Regions from separate parts of the Oryctolagus cuniculus genome. Here region 1 is linked to region 2. The links are chromatin contacts, called in public Hi-C maps. All regions are on one chromosome and are shown on one strand. Each heading gives the region's core, a stretch centred on a gene start, on an enhancer-like site or on the middle of the called end of the contact. The rest is flanking DNA. Distances are from core to core; before and after follow the strand shown.

Region 1 (2,901 bases), core at 370-2,869, 160 kb before region 2:
GAAGTGTAGCCTCCTTGCGGAAACTATTCACCCCGTTAGTGTGTTTCTATTAAACACCTATCATGTGTGTAGCTAAGGAGGAAATAATGAAAAGGTGGCTCTTGATCTCTGGGCAATGATTGTATGTATGGGTGGCACTCAGAGAGGCATACTCTGTGCCAGGCTTGGCATTCTATGGGTGCTAATTGAATTGGGGAATCCAGGATTTGAATCCAGATCTGCTCAGAGCTAGTGCTCTTAACCACTGCGCTATTCTGTCTCAGAAGCAGAAGCAGTAGAGGCGCTCGTAGGAACTGGAGAATTATAGAGGATGATATGTGGTTAGGTGCCCAGTCCTGCCTGTGGGTGTTCATGATGAGTCCAGAGTGAACCCCCATCAGTTCTACAGTCGAGGGCCAGCTGGAGAGTGTAGATATGCTTATGTCTGAACAAATATTGAGCCAGTAGAGGGATTTTTTGAGTAAGCAGGGGGTCACGATGAGTACTTGGGTTGCATAAGTGGGAGCTGTGGGTAACATAATACAAGCAGCATCAGATGATCCGTGTGTCTCAGGCCACATTGTGCCTAGACTAGTCCAGGTTTCTGGGAAAACACAGACAATCAACATTTTTACCAGTTGGGAATTTAGTCTCATTGGACTTATGTGACCAATTATTCAACTTAGGAGCTCTTAACAAAATAGGAGGAGAAAGCAGGACCCATGATCTGTTGCATCCTCAGTGGGTCAACAGCATCCAGTGGTCCCTGGGTCTTTGTTGCTGATGGCACTGACAAGGACTCAGAAGCCCTTTTATTTTCAGTTAGAAGTTTGGAGTGGGGCTGATCAGAACTACCCGAGTCCTGCTGGTTGCAGGGATAGTCGAAAACATTGAGTAGCCGCCAGAGCAATTTCTCCTGTGAAACTGATAAAATGCTTTTAGCTGGTTGGGCTGAAGCCAGAGTTGTAACTCCATTCGCAAGGTGTCAAATGCTTTTCAGGCATTCAGTTGGACCCATGGATTTGGATCAACAATACCTCCCTCTCTCCCTTTCTCTAGTATGTAGCCATGTAGAGTTTGATACACTCCACCTGAATAATTCTGCTCTTCCCGTAGTTATGAAATATTCTGGATACTATTCAAGGACTCTACAAGCTTTATCCATGTGGCTGAGACATAATGGGGGTTTTAGAAGCTCAAACCTTGTGAGGAAGACAAAGAAAAGAATAAGATCAGGTAACGGTGTCTTCTAGAACAAATTGCCTTTGGCAGAATGCCAGAAAAGTCACACACGCATGTAGGAAGACTTCTGGGACAGGATCTGAGATACAGGCCAAACAGGGTTCCCGTAACCATGGAGAAAGAGGTTTAACTACAGCCACTCAGAGAGCAACTTACTTCCTCGTACCTGAAAGAAACAGTTTTGGCACTGTTTAGAGGGAAGAGAATTGCTAAAGGGGTGAGGGTAGAGAGCAGTGTATATGGGCCACAAGGATGAGATTGAGCAAAACCTCTGAGGGGAGGCAGGGGTGTGTGGAGAAAGCTGATAACTGTGTCAATCAGGGCCAAGCCAACTGCAGCCCTGAGGGTTTAACTCAAGTTCTATTTCTGTAAAGTCAAAGGTCTCTATTCGGAGAAGCAAGCTGCTTTGGACTCCACATGCCAGCCTATACCTGTTCTGTGTGGCAGGAGGCCTTGAGAAGCAGATTACTACAGGAGAGAAGAGGGGAACCAGGGGCCGGGTGTCCTGCAGAGCCTCCACCTCCCACGTGGTGACGATGCAGCATTCTCTGTGCATTGTGTTAGATTCGCTGAGCAGGGTTCTCCTTGGGGCCTCTCCTCGGCTATTCCCTGGTGCAGCTAGTGACAGAGTGAGTTCATGTGCCCTTCTAGGTGAGCATTGGCTTTGGGAAGGAGCTGGAAAAAGAAATAGCTACAGAAATTGTTAATTTCTCCGCAGTAGGGATGTGTGGCACTCATCTGTTTATCCTTGGCTCCGCATGTTTAGCAAGTTTATAGTGTGTGTTTATAGAGCCACTTAAAACAATTTGCTCCTGGGGAGGTGGGAGATACAAGGTGTAGGAAAATGGTGCCCGTTTAGGCAGCGCGTCAGTCTCATACATCTGAAATGGTGCCTGTCTCCATTGCCTCGGGCTAATTTCTCAGATAAATAAACACATTGATTGATTCCTGCTGATTCACATAGAGCCTGGGAAAGAGACCTGATTGAAAAAGTATGGGGTTGCTTAGTTATCCCAGAAACAGAAGCAAAGAAAGTTCTCTCAGGGAGAACTGACTGAGGTTTTGGTTTTCCCAAGGAAGCGCAGGATATAGAAAGGCAGGTTTGCTGGTCCAATTGCAGGAAATGCTTTCTCAAAGGAGGAGCTGTTGGTCAAGTGGACAAAGACGTGTGTGGAACAGATGTGGAACAAGGACCTTCCAGGGAACCGCTGGGGAGGGGGTTGGTGTGATTGGGGCACAGGTGAAAGAAGGGTAGAGAGCAGAGGCTGGGAGGGGATTCCGGCGCTGAGCTGCTGTAATTCCAGGGTATCTTCTTAGGACAGCCAGAAATCAGCTGCAATAACCTGAGCAAGAGAGCAGGAGAGCTTGGGCAAGGACTGTGCCAGTGGTCAGGCTAGCAGAGTCAGCTTGGGAAGATCACAGCAGAGACACTTGACTGAGCTCAAACACTGACTGGGTTGGTGTTGCGGGAGAAGGAGTCTGGCAAAGTGAGCGTTCAGAGTCTGAGCTCCTGCTGCAGGTGACAGCATTCTTTGAAGTGTTTTAATCTTAAAAACTCATGCATATCTTTGTATAACATATGCCAATATTTGCATTTCTGTGAACATAATATGCAGAACCAGTTAAAAGACCTTGACCTGGCTTTACATAACTTCAGAGAAAATCAACACTCTAGAAAGA
Region 2 (2,929 bases), core at 303-2,802:
ATCATCCATAAGCATTGGTAAATGGTCTTTCTGATACCCAGTTGGTTGAAGAAACTTTCTTATTTAGTTTTTATTTCCAGCTTTCTCACCTGAACCACATTTGCTTGTAGTACGTCTTATTCAGGAAATTCTTTGTATTTAAAAATATTTTATTTTCATAAAAGGAACAAATTTCATATACACAGTTTGAAGAACAAATGATACTTCCCACCCTAGCCTCTCCTTCCCTTCCCTCCACCTTCCTTTCTTTTTTTTTAATTTTTGTAATGACATACTTTTAATTTACTCTATAAACACAGGCTTAACCCTCTGCTGAATAAAGAATTCAACAAGCAGTAAGTAGAAAAAACCATTGAGGAAACATTTTCTAAATGAAGCAATGTGTATGGGTGATACTCAGTTCATATGTATTGATTGATTGATGACTTTTGTAAGAGGATTGTATGTTCTAAAGAAATCTGTGCACAATTTCACATCAGTCATGATGGCTGTAGAAAACAGAAGAAAAGAAAAAAAAAATAGCCAGTGTTGGTGAGGATATGGATAAACTGGAACTTTCGCACATTGCTGGTGGGAACAGCTGTAGAAAGCAATTTGGCAGTTCTTCAAAGAGCTAAATACAGACTTATATGACCCTGTACCTCCACTCCGAAAAATAATGGAGAGTAAAACTCAGACACTTCTGTGCCAAGGTTCACTGCAGCATTACTTACAACAGCCAAAAAGGAGCAAATACCCTAAGTGTCCAGCAACAGGTGAATGAAGAAATAAACTTTGGTATACAAATGGAATATTATTCATCCAGTGCACCGAGCTGATCCATAGCCAGGAGCCAGGCGTTTATCCTGGTCTCCCTTGCGGGTGCAGGGCCCAAGCACTTGGGCCATCCTCCACAGCACTCCCGGGCCACAGCAGAGAGCTGGACTGGAAGAGGGGCAACCGGGACAGAACCCGGTGTGCCGGCACCGCAGGTGGAGGATTAACCTAGTGAGCTGCGGTGCCGGCCTGCCATGGCTCTTTAGACATTGGTTAGGGTTAGCCTACACCGCACCTCTACATTGGGTACTTGAAAATCTGACTGAGTAGTTAAGAGTGTATAAATTTAGCCTAATTAGGCTTGGGAAGAAATTTAATTTATACCTTCAGAGTTCAAGCTACTCTGTTCAAGAAGATGAAGTTGCCCAAGATATGCCAAAAATCAATTATTTATCTAGAGTAGATCCAATGATTCCCAAAGCTGGGGCAAAAGATGAGTCATCCTGGGAACTGTTGATCAGGGTGCAGGTCACTGAAACTCAGTGGAAACCAATTATTCCTCTTTTAATTCTCCCAACTGTGGAGAGAAGAAGCAAGGTAGGGATCGTTTTCTACACTTTCCAGTGGAGGGAAATTAAGTGCTGGTTCGGAGTCATACAGTCAGAGGGAGCAAAGATGGAAATAGAACTCAGGTGTCCTGACTTCTAGGCCAAACTCTTCCCACTGTGTTGCTGCTGAGGGCTTCCAACAGCCCCATGTTCAATGCCCAGTGAATACCAGGCAGTAGACTGCTGCTACTATTCTAAGTGTCAGGGGAGGGGGGTGGAGGCAGTCAGGGTGGAGTGAGGTGGAGTGAGTGCCATCCTGGACACAGAGGCCTTTTTTATGGCTTATGCCATTACAACTGGCATAAACAAGACATAGCTGAAGATTAAATGTTCTGAACATTATTAGTCCATGAGATTTCTTGATGCTTTCTCCCAGAATTCTGTCTTGTTTATATTCCCCATCAACTTCTATTAATCAAGCTCATAAAATGTTCGTGAATAATTGTCCTTTTCCTAATCCACTCTTTAGGGAGCAAATGTTCTCTTATGCACTTTAGAAAGGAAAAAAAAATCCTTTTCAGTCCAAGTTCAATCCCCAAGAAACAACCCTGCTGCACTTCCCCTGTACTGAATTAAGTTACCAACTTGCCCCAGTCTGCCGAAGACTTTTCCAAGCTAAAAATCCGAGGTCCTTTCCTAATCCAGGGCAAAAAGGGGTGGTTTGTCACCCTGTCATGACCCCAGTTTTCTTCTTTTTGAGAAAAAGATTTATTTATTTATTTGAAAGGCAGATTACACACACACACACACACACACACAGAGTGAGAGAGAGGGGGAAAGAGAGAGAGAAAGAGAGAGAGACAGAGACCTTTCATCTGCTGGTTCATGTGCCAAATACCCTTAACAGTCAGGGCTGTGTCAGGCTGAAGCCAGGAGCCTGGAACTCCATCCGCATCTGCTGTGTGAGTGGCAGTGGCCCAAGTACCAGGATCATGTTCAACTGATGTCCCAGTCCCATTAGCAGGAAGCTGGTTCAGAACTGCAACAAGAGCTAAGACTCAAACCACTGGCTCTCATATGAGATACCTGCAACCCAGGCAGCAGCTAAACTCCCTGTGCCACAATTCTGACCCCAACCCCAATTTCCTACACCAGCTCTTCTCCCTGAATCCATAGCTCTTTCAATTTTACATTTAGTATTTTTTTAAAAAATTGATTCTGCTGGGGGGTGGAGTGAGAGATTCATCACAGCAAATAGGAATCCCAGGAGGTAGCACTGGGCGGAGGACCGTGGGGACTTCCAAGGCATGTTTGTGCTGATTAGAAGGAATTCCTTTTCTCTGCCTCTTAGGGGTAATGCATCAGACCCTACAAAATGCTTTGCCTGCACTAGAAAGGCACTTTGTGACTTGATCTACATTGAACAAAGGCAGAGGGATTGGGTACTGGGTTCAATGACTTTTGGTCTGCAGGACAAGGAAAACTCAAGAAGGTGGTATGGCTGGCAGAGGTAAGAGGAGGAGTTGTTGGTGCTACTCACTGTCACTACTCGCAAGAAACAGGGACTAACCCATCAGATTGTTACTATTTTGAGCGTAGAATATTCTAGTACAGTCAGGCAGGGA

The links. Hi-C and Micro-C count contacts between places; a contact is called where the count stands out from the background.
Region 1: a Hi-C map of psoas muscle shows a contact between it and region 2, with 8 times the contacts expected there. The contact joins two enhancer-like sites. A contact is called at or near these places in 2 of 6 Hi-C or Micro-C datasets (psoas muscle and skin fibroblasts).

The regions. Positions count from the first base shown.
Region 1 is chr7:30,299,814-30,302,714 of mOryCun1.1, reverse strand. No RefSeq gene overlaps it. Among named protein-coding and RNA genes, the nearest start is that of TBX19, 170 kb to the left of the region's middle. Within about 2 kb of position 1,619, at least 1 of the 8 cell types and tissues checked has an H3K27ac peak or open chromatin away from gene starts, as enhancers often do.
Region 2 is chr7:30,143,659-30,146,587 of mOryCun1.1, reverse strand. No RefSeq gene overlaps it. Among named protein-coding and RNA genes, the nearest start is that of DPT, 130 kb to the right of the region's middle. Within about 2 kb of position 1,552, at least 1 of the 8 cell types and tissues checked has an H3K27ac peak or open chromatin away from gene starts, as enhancers often do.